3 separate regions of the Rattus norvegicus genome follow, and regions 2 and 3 are each linked to region 1. The links are chromatin contacts, called in public Hi-C maps. All regions are on one chromosome and are shown on one strand. Each heading gives the region's core, a stretch centred on a gene start, on an enhancer-like site or on the middle of the called end of the contact. The rest is flanking DNA. Distances are from core to core; before and after follow the strand shown.

Region 1 (4,739 bases), core at 1,015-3,514:
CCTTCCTTTGACACTATTCTTGCCCTATTCTTAGTTTACTGCTCTTGGTACTGTTCTCTCCTTAGCCCATAGCACAGATTCAGGGCAGAAACCCTGACCTGGAGATGGCACAGATACCTCTGTACTCAGGATGTGAGTGTTTGCACCCAGTGGATATCTTCTGATTAATTACATGGCTGGTTTTCCTGAGGCTTCAGTTCTTTTCATGAACCCTCTTTCAATATCCTCTCTTAAGGGGAATCTCTCTTATGAAACCGTGGGTAGTACCATTTGGAGGAACACTTTGGTACTTTTCAACTAAATATTGTTACTATCGTGGTAGGAGTGAACACGGGGCTTCTTAGCAAGCCTTCTGGGGACTGTGGTTGGCCCGCTTTGCTCTTCATTCAGTGAATTCAGAGTGTAGGGTCTTTATATCCTTTGTTCTTAATTCTGGACTTAGTGAATTCCCAGAAAATGAGACCCCACATGGAGACCCAAAGAGTCTGAATGAAAAACTTTCCAACGTGTTTTTTAAATAAAACCGTTTGTGATCACATGTGGGGCTCAGATTTGCTTTAACTGCTCTTTTTGCTTTTTCTAGTACCTCTGGGGTTTACCATATGGCAGCTTACCTAGGAAAACAGTCCCAAGAGCTGAAGAGGCATCTGCAGCAAACTTTGGTGTGCTGTACGACTTCAACGTAAGTTTCTCCACATAGAGTCTGTAGAGACCAGCTTTTTTTTTGTTGTTGTTGTTACCCAGAAACTCTATGCTCCTTTACATAGGGTTAGGGTTAGGGTTAGGGTCTTAAGAGATATCCCTACCTCCTGTTTATAAAAGACTGTATGTGTCAAAGTGTGTCTCTGTGTATGAATAAGGTTTACACACATGATAAATATGATTAAATAGGAATATTGAATATGGACGAAAGATGAGCTCAGATCCTAAAGATTCACGTCAAATTTTCTTCTTCCCTTGAATAAAGAACAAGGGAATTATTTTCAAATGTGCTCTTTGAAAAAATCTTATGGGATTTTTGGTAGACTCCATATTAACTCCTTCGCCAGCCTACACAAGAATACACGAATACTTAATAGTCACTACTAAATTAAAAAGAAACACTTATGTACTGAGAAATATCAAATTCTACAAAATACTGAAAAAAGCACTAATTCACTATAATATTAAAATAAATAGTATTTTACTATAGCACTAACAGTAGTCTTACTCAACACCATAGTTTGCTGTCCTTGTCAACTTAAAGAGGGAACCTGAACTAAGGAACTGCTTCTATCAGATTAGCCTATGAGCACGTCTTTAGGGCATTTTCTTCATTTATGACTTACGTGGGAAAGCCCAGCCTACTGTGCATGATGTGGTCTTGGTAGGTGGGCTTGCACTATTTATGAAAGGTAGCAAGCCAGGTAAAGCAAGCCAGCGTGGTCAGCGTTTCTTCATAAATTTCTACTGCTTTTTAGTTCCTGCCTTCAGGTTCCTGCCTTGTGTTCTGTCCTGGAATCCCATGAGGATGAACTATAACCTGTCAGTTCTCCCCAAGTTGGTTTTGATCAATATTTTATCACAGCAACAATAAGTGAGTTAGAACGTTTAATTATTGTGGCACAAACTTATTGTTGCCTATTGAAAAATCATTTTGGGGTATGATTCAAGCCTGTGATGATGTAATTCTATAATTTCTTTTTAAAATACTAACAAGATCAGAGATGGGCAGAGTTTAGGATATTGATAATTTAATCAATTTTCTGGAGAACTTCAAATGAGAATTAAATTTTGCATATTTGATGTGATAAAGATAAAGACCCCTCAGATTGCCTCTTTATAGTCAATATGTGTGCATTTACAGATATTTTGGTTTCTAAAATTTAAGCTTCTTAAGATGAGAAAATGACTGCTCTGTATTCTTTTCAGTTCCTAATATGGTCTTCATTAAACTGGTAGATGGCTCTCGTGAACCCTGCTTTCTGTCTTCGAAGTTTGACTGTTTCTAGTTTTTTTTTCAAATAGATGAATCAGATGACATCTAGTCTTATGAGTCTCACCGAATAGCAATCCTGAGTAAGGGAAAGATTTTTTTAGATTGATGTGATGAAAACCACAGAAATAAATTTATGTGATCAGTACCAGAAGACAGAATTTTTATGACAGAATTCTAGTCTCTAAGAAGATACAGCAAGCTATTGAGGAAGCATGAAGCACAGAATCAGTAGTAAGTTTTTCATTTTTGAGTCTTAAATCACCCTAGTTGGCTATGTCATTAAAGTCAACATTGACTCATTAAATATAAGCAGCATGCACTGGCCTCACAAAAATGAATGCAATGTGGCTCTTGGTCTATTGTACTTTTTAAAATAGAAGTAAGATAGATTTGCCATGACTAGGGGAAGAAGAAGGGGATGCAGTAGTGACAGGAGATAAAGCCAATCAGCCATGGGAGATTTCAGGTAAGCGGCCACTGGCCACTTCCCTGACTGGGCCTGAGGTAGCCGGGGAAGGTTTGGGAATGCCCAGCCTTTTGAAGAAGCCAAGGCATTTAAAAATAAGCCTGTGTGTGTGTGTGTGTGTGTGTGTGTGTGTGTGTGTGTGTGTGTGTGTGTGCGCACGCGCACATGTGAGTGTGTGTTTTATTTGTGAATCTAAAGACAGTTCCTGGGTGGTGACACTGCTTTGACTGTGGCACTTGTGTACCTGCCCAGGAATTATCATTGGGCTCTCCTAAACCTTCCGCTGCTATCTCAGGCCCAATCAGTAAAGTGACCTGTGGCCACATACCCAAAATATCACATGGCTGGTTTGCTTTACCACTGCTGCATTCCATTCTTCTTCTCCAGGTCATGGAGAATTGCTCTGTTTCCTCTGCGTCCTACTTGCACAACTCTTAAGTAATCCCTCCCTGTGCTCAGCCATTAGCCATAGGCATCCTTATTGATTGATCAAAAACTGACTGGGGACAAGGACCTTTAGCAACTGGTCATGCAGATTCCTGATTGAATCAAAGCATTAGAACCAATTTGCAACAGATAGGCAATATGATGGGCTGTAAACCATATTAGCAGAACGGTAACAAGAATAACAACAAGAAGAGGGGACTGAGGAGTCCTGTTCAGGTGTAGTGCTTACTTTTTTCTATTGCAGTGGCACTGAATTAAGTAACATATAAAAGAATTTAATTGGCCTTGTGATTCCGGAGGGCTATAGTTATGATGATGCAGTGAAGGCAGGAAAACAGGAAGCTGGAGAAGCAGCTAAGATTACACATCTTGATCCATGAGGAGGAAGCAGAAATAATGTCTTTTGGAACCTCAAAGCCCATTCTCATTGAAAGCTGCAAGAAAGCTGCACCTTCTAATCCTTCCTGAACAGCTCCACCATCTGAGGATCAAGCATTTAAACATAAGAGACTATGGGGGTCATTTTTGTTCAAGCCGCCATATGTGATTAATTCTACTGGAGAAGGACTGTGTTTCATAGAATAAAGTTTTTTTTTTTTAAGATTTAAAAAACATCATCTCACCTTGAGACCTTAAAATTTTCAGCTTTAATTGTGGTATGATTTATAGACCATTAAATTTACCTGGTGTAAGCATGTGACTTGATAACTTAAAGTAGATCTGTGCGACAGTAATCATAAATCATCCTTAAAACACTTCTAACACCTCCCATGGAGGTCTTTTGTGCCTGTTTGCAGTTCAGTCTTCACCTCCCAATCTCATACAAATATTGGATCTATTTTTTTCCTATGATTTTGTGTTTTCCAAAATTTTTTGTCGGAATAACTGCAGTCATATGGCATGTTATATATCTGGTCTGGTATTTTTCATTTATTATGTTTTAGGTTTACTTATGCTAAGCATACATCATAATTTATTGTACAGAAACACTTCATTGCATGCCTTTAATTTTCTTTGTTTATCTATTTGCGGGTGAATGATGAGTTTCTGCTATGTTTTGGTTATTCTGATACTGCTACTGTGAGTATTTACTGGAATGTTCTTTGTGGACACATGTTTTTGTTTCTTTGTGTAGTTAAGTCAGAGAAGAGTTACTGAGTAAGTGTGTGCCTACCATTTTAGCAAGCTACTGGTGTCCAGAGTGGTTGAACATTAAATGTTTCCACAGTAGGACATAAGGATTAATACTTAACAATTGACATTCTTACACATTTTGATTCTAGTATTCTCTATTGAAATTATAATAGCATTTTAAAATAATTTTAATTCACATTTTCTTATTACATATTAACAGCATATTTGCTTAGACCATGGAGTACAAAGAAATGTTTCAGTGTTTTAATATAGAATAAAATGATTAGATCAAGCTCATTAACCTATCATGGACCTCGAATATTTAATGATTTTTATGATGAGAACATTTACAATCTTAATTCTATTTAAGTGTGCAGTACTTGGTTATTTGCTGTTTTACAATAGAAATAAATATAGATATAAACTCATAAATGTTGCTTTTGTCCAAGTGAATCTTTTTATCCTTTAATTACCATTACTTGGCTCCTCCCTTCCCTATGCTCTGGTAGCTTCATTCCACTTCTTGTCTCTTTGTGTTTTGTTGATTAGATTGCACATAAGTGAGAACATGTGGCATTTGTCTATCTGTTTGGCTTAGAAAGCAAGGAGCAGTTAGGAAACAGAACAGCAGCACAAGGCTTATTATATCGGATGAGGCTGGATTTGTATTTCAGGCAGGGTAATGAGAGGTCTTTTACATTATAGTAACAAAAG
Region 2 (4,739 bases), core at 1,087-3,586, 420 kb before region 1:
CTACTCTTAGTTAATAAGAAAGCACTTTTCTTATGTTAATGAAGAATATCCCACCCAAAGCCTTCCTAAGAAAACACAACTCAAACCTTAACAGGTTCACAGAAAGACCAAGAATCAAGACTTTTTTTTATCGACTTCTTCCTTCTAGTAAGTCAGATTTTAAATGCCATCACATGTGCACAGCTTGCTTTAATATTTCTCTGAAGCTTAGATCACATGGGAGGGCGCTTCAGCCTGTCACAAGGCTGCAATGTGACAAGCTGAGCTGGATGGAGGCTCTCTCATAAAGCCTAGTCAACAGGGGCCTCTGAAATCAGCTTCTATTTATATCTCAGAGCCTGCCAACTCCTACACAACCCCAAGAACTAACCATGCAGCATTCATATATGTCACATAACAAAACAAAATGCAATTAAGGCCTCCAGGTTTTCCTAATGCAGGATCAGAGAACAGTCTCACCTTCAATCCACAATACCCAAGCGGAATAAATCATAAAGTAAAATGTGGTTATTAAAAGTGGAAGGAGGGAGAGTGTAGGCACAGTGGAGAAAGCACAGGGTCTCACAAACACTCCTTACATTTCATGACAACTATAGGGTGTTTGTTAAGTTTAGATATACTGTATTTCCCTTATATTCGGGGGTGGGGGGACGGGGACAAGTTGTTAGAAACTTAGTATCCATCCATAAACCCTTTAGGCACAGCTAGAATGTTTGTTTTCTTTACGTAAAGTTCACGGTTTTTCTTAGCTCATAGCTTAAAACAAACATTACTAGACTAAAAAAGACAACTTCCCAACTCAAAATCTGAAATGAATGAGTTTTTCTTTTAAAGTATTTCATAGCTGTTTCAGATGCACATGACGGTTAAAAATGTGGTTAAAAATCACTTCCTAACCTCGAGGTCAGACCCGAATTCTAAGCTCTAATGTGCCCCACTAAGCCTGACCTTGGGCAAGTCCTTAGTCTCCAGGTCTCTGTCACCTCTGCCGAATAGTTTTTTTTTTTTTTTCTTTAAAAGCTCCTTTCCATACTTAATAGCAGTCCCAGGTAACAAAAAAAAAAAAAAAAAAAAAACAAAAAAAATTGGGACAACTAAAAGAAATCCCTCATTTGGGACGGGGCACTTTAAAAACAAACTTAAAAGGTAAAAGTGAAAAGATTTTCAGCAGTTGAGGGATGAAAATCTCAACTTCAAAAAAATAAAAATGAGAAGATAAAATTCATTTTCATCTTACTATTCCCTTGATTACTAAACATCTATTTTAAGAATGGAGGCTTTGACCTATATATTATTTTCTTCTAATTATCTCAGGTAATATTCTTAGGCAGCTTCAATCGACAGATAACTTCTACCTTCTTTCAAAATACAACTACACCGAGTGCATGGAAAGCAAGCAAAATGTCAAGTTCACAAATGTTCACGTAGGAAACAAAGGGAGAGGCGCTCGACTTGCTTCCACGGAAAGGATTTTGAGGGAGAAGCTTAACCGCCTTGGAAAAGCTAAATATCCCTCCGGGAGAAGAGCCGTAAGTCCCGGTTCCAGCGATTTCGACCGAGTTCGGGATCCAGAGGTCCCCCATCCCCCTCGCAGCGCAGGCCGCGCTCCGGGAAGCCGGGTAGGGCCTGCTCCAAAAACCACTGAGTCATGCACTCGGCAGTCCCTCGCCGGAACAACTCGGCTGTGCAGGGAGCCGGGCGCGGCAGCAGCCGCCTCAGCCATTGTCTGGTCGGCCAGCCGGCCGGCCGGCCGACTCGCGCCTTGCGCCGCAGCACGCCGGGCATTGTCCCGGCCGGCCGGCTGGCCGAGTCGGGCCGGTCTTTGTGCTCGCTGATCGGGCGTGCTCCCGCCCCCGCGCCGTCCCGGCTCGCGCCACTTACCCTGCGGGGCCCGGATGCACTAGCGAGCTGGCGCGCGACGCCGGGCGGTGGGCCGGGCTGAGGCCTCCGGGAAGGGCTGGCTAGCGGCCGCCGCGGGCCCGGGTGGATCGGACCGCAGATGGAGCTGCGCCGGCGCCGCGGGGGCCTCCTTTGTTCGTGCAGAAGCACCGAGGCGGCCGAGCCCCGCCGCAGCTCGGGTGGGAGGGCGGCGGGGGAGGAGAAGAACCGCAGGCCGCGGGCTACCGTCGCTCCAGGTGCTCGACCGCCGGCGCCTCACGCCTCCACAGCAACGTCCCGGCCGAGCGAGGAGGCGCGCGAAGGGGCCTGAGCGCCGACAGGGCCCGAGGACGGCGCTCTTCGGGCTTCCGCGTTCGCCAGGGAAGCTGCGCGACTTCGGGCGGCGAGCGGACGACTGACGACGAGATGCACACAGCTCCACGATCCGGACGACTGACGCTCTAGCTCTGACCAGCGTTCGGGATCTGAGGGAAAGGGCGGCGGAGGCGGGGCCTGTGCGTCAGCGAAAACCCGGTCGGCACGCCTGCAGCGCGATGACGTCGCGGGGCAAGGCCCCGCCCCTGGCCTGCAGGCACCAGCTGGGGGCGGGGCCGCGCTTGGGGGCGGGGCGAGCCCGGAGGCTGCGGTCACCGTAGCCTAGTCACCCTCCGGCCCGCCGGGGCCTGGGTGGAGCTGCTGCGGCGGGTCCAAGGAGGCAGCGCTTCTATTTTTAACCCTATTGTCCGCCCTCAGCCTCCCCCGCCAACCCAGTTCTCACGCTTCGTCCCCAGCTCCGCTGGGGTCCCCTCCCCGCGGGACGGGAAGGTGCGGCCCGGAGGAGGCTGGCAGGGTTCCGGGTGTCGCCGCAGCTCCGCCTGCCGCCGCCCAAGGTCGCGCTGCGCTGCTGGCTCTGAGCTAGGACCGCCCACCAGCCCTAGCTCCAGCCCCGCGCCGCCGTTCTGAACTGTTAGGCCAACCTATAGAAACCCTTGGAAATTTACTATTCCAGTGAAGCTGGAGAACCGGGACAATCCTGATGTGATGGAGCCTGGGGACAAACAAGCCGGACCCCAGGCAAGGGCAAGGTGCTGGGTACCTGCCCAGAGCACGAACAGAAGAAGCTCCCTGCTGGCCTCCCCGCGGGTTCTGGGCACAAAATGTCTCTGCCGACCTTAATACATAAGGGCTACCTTAGCGGCAATTATGCACTTAGGTTCCTTCACTTCCGGTATTTATTTAAGAACCCTAGGCCCTTCTCCTAGGTACCTTAGAGTTGACCTTGACTGGGCCACAGGAACCTTATGTCTAGATTTTGTATTTGTGATATTGTGGGGGTAGTGTGGGGGAGGGGTGCTGCCCTGATGCTCCAAATCTAACAGCTTTCTGCACAGCAAGTGGGTTACCTGGTACATAATGTATTTTTAAAACCTATTTCGGGATTACATTGCTATGACCAAGTAATGTATTTGAAACTTAGTTCGAGTCATTGGTCCTAGGATCTTTGGGATTTATTTCTGTAAACTAGTAAATAATAAAAATAACTGCTACAATTTACCAACCATTTTCAGTGTCATCTATTTTTCATTTAGGGTCCCCTTATTTTCCACAGCAGTTTACTGAGAAAAATGTCCTGTCCATTTGTCGGGGTGAGGTAGTCGTGATGAAGGATGCTCTTGCCTGGAGCACTAGAGGCTAATGGAAACCATACTTATGAGGATAAAAATAACTTTAGAGAATTAAAAAAAGAACATAACTTATTGTCTGTCTCTCCTTATTCTTCCATTTGAAAACTGAGTTTTATATTTTATCTTGTTCAACGTAAACAACAAAGTCATTTTAAAGTCAGGCTGTTGATGCTAACATACACATCTGCCAAAAGCCTGATCAGTAATGGATCAGGTTAGACTTCATTCCTGCAAAAGCAAGAGTCTTCTATTTGATTTACATTGAGACATTTTGGATTAAGGATTGCTTTAATGCTAAAAAACCAAAACTTGTTAATATTGTAACTTAAAATTGACAAGTAATATCAAACTGAGTAATTTAAAATCAGTATATTGTCTACATGTATTTTTGCATTTGTGGTGTTCACATGGTAATATTGACACATAAATGAAGAGTCAGATAAAATTGTGTGCAGTGTAACTTGAGTTTTAAGAAAGAAAGAGAAATCTCAGCTCCAGCAGTCTCCACTAGGAGTTCAACCACCTGTTCTGATAAGCCAATTAAAGAGAGAGGTTTGTCTGTTTTTAAGACAATCTCGTTGAGTGGTCCTGACTCAATCAGAACTTGCTCTTTAGACCATGCTGGCCTTGAACTCAGAGACCTGCCTGCTTCTACTTCATAAGGGTACAAGCGGAGTATGTTAAGAAATGGAACATCACAGAGATTAAGAGAAAGAGACTGGGAGGCTAAATAGGGCCAATAACCCCAAGTCAATATTTAGGGGAAAACAAACAAAAAACAAATGCTCTAAGTCTAACGGTGGCACGCGCACCTTTGATCCCAGCACTAAGGAGGCAGAGGCAGCGGCAGAGGCAGATGGATCTCTTGAGTTCAAGGCCAGCCTGGTCTACAGAACAAGTTCCGGGCTAGCCAAAGCTGCCTAGAAAAGAAAGCAAAAAACATAAGTAATTAGTAAGTAGGCCTCGTCTAGACATAGTTCCCTCGATCATTTTCTCAGTTTTTGATCTATAGGATGGCCTGAAGTCTGTATTATTAAATAAAGGAGTTCCTAAGAAATTTAATTCTTGTGCCGGGATAAAGCCTCACAGCCAGTGTAGTTGCCTTCATTCTAAGGATGGTTTAGCCTGGTGATTTTTGTTGGGGTTTAGTGACCTCTGTGCTTTAGTGAAATTAGG
Region 3 (4,739 bases), core at 1,624-4,123, 320 kb before region 1:
GACGATATTAAATTCAGCCAAGTTGATATTAAAGATTAACAAACATAGTGATACAACAAAGACATGGCGTCTGACTAAAAGAGCTCCTGATAGGGGCTTTGTGGAATCCTGCCCTCTACAGTCTTCAGACCTGACATCTGTCTAGCTGCAAACCTTCCTTCTCTTCCACGTGATCTTCTAGAGCCATGTCTCAGTACTTGGCCTTTTAAACGGCTCTTTTCAAAGGTTCTATTGGAACAGAACATTTTCTGCATAGATGACTATTTCTACTGCCTTCTTTCCTGTTTAAACTACAAATAGTGTTGCTTTGGCCACGTCGGCTCCTGGAGTGGAAAATGGGAACTTATTGTCCACTACCACTCGTCTTCATTGGATACACACAGATGCTGGCTGGCCGTTTCACAAGGATACATGTCTCCATTTTGTGTTTTTCTTTCTTATTTCTTAGATTTCTTATACAGTGAGACCTTCACATGTTGCCATGTGTGTGGCATGGATCGTTTTGGCATCATTCCTTTTACTCATTTTCTCTTTTAACAACTTACATAGATTATATATCTCACATGTGTATATGTACACACACACACACACACACACACACACACACACACACATTTCTCTTCCTCCTCTCTTCTCATCTTCTTTGTGGTGCTGGGAATTAAATCTGGGGCCTTGTCTATGCGGAGTAGGTACTCAACCACTAAAATAGAGCCTCCATCCTGCCTTAGATATTTTTATGACAGAATAACATTTAAAAATGGCTCCAACTAGTACTTTCTTGAAAAACCTAACACAACCCATGTAACATTTTGTTTTTGAGACAATGCTTTACTATGTAGCCCAGGCAGGCCTCAACCTTTGATTCTCTTATCCATGAGTCCCAAGTGCTGAGATTACAGCCTTTGTCATGTAATCAAATCCACTGGCCTCTTCCCAGTGATTCCCAACTAAAGTATTAGCTATGGAGAAAGGAGACTTGCTATATCTTTGTTTGACTCCTGTCTGGTAAAGTTATTACATATTGAGTAATGGAGATTTTCTTGGTTTCTTTCTTTGGAAGGTATAGATGTTAGACGTCAGTTATAGTAAGATGGGCCACGGAGGCTTAGGACTCGCCCTGAATTATCCCTCTAGGCTGCTGGCCTAGCATTGGATAAGATCAGACCGGAGGGAGTGCAGCTGAAGAGGCATTTCTTGTTTAAGCCCACGGGCATATGAAACTTGCAGTAAACATACAGGTAATTTCTGTGTATGGCCCTAGTTTCTTCAAGGGCTTTCAGAATTAAACAAAAAAACAAAAACAAAAAACAAAACAAAACCGTCTTACTGCTTAAAGAGTCTTAAAGAAATGGAGATACACAGATACAAAACAAAAAAATAAAATTCTAAACTAAAATGTGTCTCTAAAACAGATATTCCTGGGTAGCTGGTTGGATCTTTAATTCAGATGTTGGGAGATGTCTGAGTTTGAGGTCAGCCTGGTCTACATTATAAGATCCAGAACAGCTAGAACTATATAGTGAAACCCTGTCTTAAACAAACAACAACAAACCCCCAAACCCAGAACCAACTAACCAGACAAAAGAGCAAAACCAAAAATGTACTTTTACAATGATTATCTTACATGCTCTCAAATGATGACTTCCCTTTTTTCTGAGGAACACACTTGCTTCCTGCTAAAATGACTCACAATTCCCTCTTTCTGATCAGCTTCTCCAAGATGGGGTTGAAGTTCTTCCTGTTCTAGAACCCTCCAAACGAGGACTTACAAAGTGATGGAGGGATGTAGCTAAGCCACGTACATGCCTAAGATGAAGATGTATGATGCCCTGAGTTTTCTGTACAAAGTTGGAAGTGCAGGCTGGGGACATAAAGGGGACATAAAGAATGTGTTTTCTAGCTCTCTGACTCCCCTGCCTCTCTTCCTCTTTTCTCTCTAACCCCCTTCGTCTTCTCTCCTCTTCACCCTCTCCTCTCTTCTTCCACAGGTTTCTGCCCCGCCCTTCCTCCCTCTCTCTGGCCCCCTCCTCTCTTCTCCCCTCCATAGCCCTAAATGAACTATTCTATACTAAAAAAAAGGGATGTGTTTTCTAAAAGACTCAGTGGACAGATTAATCTACACTTTCCAATTGGTACATTCCAGAGCTTATGGAGAAAAATAATGTTTCTGGTAACATTGTTTTGCAGATTTACTGTTGAAGTTAAAGCCTGTGAGAGGTTCCCAGCGATGCTTCAAAAGGTCCCTGTGCACCATCACCAGCTTCATTACAAATATCAGGACACAGTAATAGTTCCTTCTCTGTTTTTGTCAGGAGAGACAAATACGGTTCACATGGGTAACCCATTTTGACATCCCACCCCTACCTCTGTAATGAAACGATAACTTTTTAGTACTGGATGAGCAATTTGAAGACACTATTCCTCTCTAATACTAACTTGTACAATGCCATATCTCTTGTTGAAGACTGTGTTGACGAAATGGGTAGGATAGCTTGTGCTAACTTGGAAATGAGCCCCACATAGGCTGAAATGCCTTCCCTCCCCTCCCCTTCTGTCTCCTCCTCTCTACCTTCCTCAGTTCTTTCCCTTTCTATTCCTCCCCTTTTCTATCATCCCCCCAAGCTCTGTGGACTATCTGTGAACCTGTTGTGAAGGTCTAGGTGCCAGGGTGGAGCATGCACATGCATTGCCGAGTAAGTTCTGCCCTGAGTGAATTCTAAAATGCGCTTTCTTCTAAGAGTTACTATAATCTCTTTCTCCCACACAGAGAAAACAACTGGACTCTTTGTTGATTTGACTATTTCCTCTCTGAAACTGAGGCAGGGAGGGATAGGGGAATGACTAAGAAGGAATTCACAAAGGCAGGCGGAGGAAATTTAATTTTAGCTTTGAAAAGTTGAAGAATGCGACACCCCCTCCCTGTGGTAAGTTCTGAGAAGTGTGTGAATTGTGTCTGGATTACAAATGTGTCCCCAGATGGCACAGCCCTGCTGAGCAGGTAGATTAGCTCGAAGGGGCTGTATGCAGAAACAGCAGCATGGCCAGACATTTTTTAGAACTAACTAAAACCAAACTGATTCTCTGTGGATCAAGTAGAGTACTATCACTTCCCTTTCTCGTCTCTTTTGCTTCCTATCCATCCTCATCGTTTCTTTTGTGTGTTTATTATATAAACACATAGTTTGCGTGTGGTGTTTGTGTGTGTGTGTGTGTGTGTGTGTGTGTGTGTGTGTGTGTGTCTGGAGGCAAAAGCTGGCCTTCTGTGTCTTTCTCAGAGACTCTCCCTCTCCGCCTTCATTTTTAAGACAGGGTCTCTCACCAATCCAGAAACCTACTAATTCACATAGACTTGCCTCTATCCCCTTCGATGCTAGGGTTATAGATGCTGTCACCAGGGATCCGAGCTCAGTTCTGCATGCTCATGCAGCCAGCATTTCACTTACTGACCCATCTCCCCAGCCTCTACTACTTATTTAGTCTTGAGACAGGGTCATCTCATGTGTTCTATGCTGGCCTCAAATTCAGGATCTTTTTACCTTAGCTTCTATTGTGCCACAATTACAGAAGTTAGGCACCACAACTACGTATGTCAGTACTTTTTAAAATTTATTTATTTATTTATTTATTTATTTATTTATTTATTTATTTATTTTCATATGTATGTATATATTTAAAAACAACAGCACAGCATGCCTATGGTGGTCAGAGGACAAATGGCATGAGTCTGTTCTCATCTTCTGCTGTGCTAATCTAGGCACTGAATTCAGGTCATCAGAAACTTGCCCCCACTCAGTCATCACACCAGCCATATTAGTCCTTATTTAAATGTACACTTATTATAAAATTTTTTATTCATGTGGTCCCAGTTTGAACATTCAATCTCTGCCCACCTGCACAGACTTCTACCTTACCTGTCTAAACTGTCAATGTTATCTTTCTTTCTTCACTGCTTCCTTTCTTATATCAAGCTTAATTGTAGGCAAAATTGTGAACTCTCACTATCCAAGAATCCTCCAGGCCTGCATCCAATGTGCTCCCCAGTTTCTGTTTTACATTCTTCATTGTTATTATGTTATTTTCCCATCAAAATAATAAACATGACTCACTCACCCAGGTATTATTTTTCTATGAGCCCCCTCTTAATCCTTACCAAAGTGTTCAGATGAACGAATGAAACATCAAAGTGAATGTTAGGGAGGGACTGGTGCCACAGTCTTGCTTCCTCTGTCATTTGTGGAGCATTTGAAACAGTGGGAATGAAGCTTTGAGAAACACGTTACCTCCTTTTCCTGGGCCTTGGGTGTGCTCAGAACCTCTAGAAGGAAGGAAACATCTGGGTAACAAATATTAAAGGAGTCAAACTGGACCACACACCCCAGTATCCCTAAGAGGTAGGAGGGGTAGCTGGCTGCTGGAGTTGGCTGCTTGTTTAGCTCCTCAAAGATTTCTGCCCTTAGATGCATCTCACACTGACAAACTGGTAGGACTGGTTTGTAATAGCCAAGATCTGTTTGGGTGCAGGTGCTGTTGTCTTACAAAGAGGAGGAGACTTAGGCTGCTCATCCAAAGGACTGACAGATGCTGCCCAGGTGTGGTGAATATCCTCTGACATTCTGGGGCCCTTATGACAGGGAAATTGCTCTAGGCATGTCCAATGCCCTTAGATGTTCTCCACTGACTTTCAAAACTCAGTAACACCATTACAGAAAGCCAGCCCCAACCACTCGGAGGAGCAGCAC

Evidence for each region. A called contact is a pair of places that touch in the nucleus more often than the background predicts.
Region 2: a contact with region 1 is called in a Hi-C map of the A7r5 cell line, with 3 times the contacts expected there. The contact joins the promoter of Zfand5 here to the enhancer-like site in region 1. A contact is called at or near these places in 3 of 12 Hi-C or Micro-C datasets (the A7r5 cell line, Schwann cells and mammary epithelial cells).
Region 3: a Hi-C map of the A7r5 cell line shows a contact between it and region 1, with 5 times the contacts expected there. The contact joins two enhancer-like sites. A contact is called at or near these places in 3 of 12 Hi-C or Micro-C datasets (the A7r5 cell line, the Rat2 cell line and Schwann cells).

What each region holds. Positions count from the first base shown.
Region 1 is chr1:227,772,311-227,777,049 of GRCr8, reverse strand. It overlaps Tmc1 (transmembrane channel-like 1), which reads left to right. Exons shown (of 21, transcript NM_001415991.1): 9 at 584-682. Among named protein-coding and RNA genes, the nearest start is that of Tmc1, 98 kb to the left of the region's middle. Within about 2 kb of position 2,264, at least 3 of the 93 cell types and tissues checked have an H3K27ac peak or open chromatin away from gene starts, as enhancers often do. A contact at or near this core is called in the A7r5 cell line, where this site is marked.
Region 2 is chr1:228,190,362-228,195,100 of GRCr8, reverse strand. Zfand5 (zinc finger AN1-type containing 5) reads right to left here and starts at 2,336. Exons shown (of 6, transcript NM_001401398.2): 1 at 1,882-2,336.
Region 3 is chr1:228,095,340-228,100,078 of GRCr8, reverse strand. The region is part of intron 1 of LOC102551351 (a long non-coding RNA gene); the gene reads left to right. Among named protein-coding and RNA genes, the nearest start is that of Zfand5, 95 kb to the left of the region's middle. Within about 2 kb of position 2,873, at least 5 of the 93 cell types and tissues checked have an H3K27ac peak or open chromatin away from gene starts, as enhancers often do. A contact at or near this core is called in the A7r5 cell line, where this site is marked.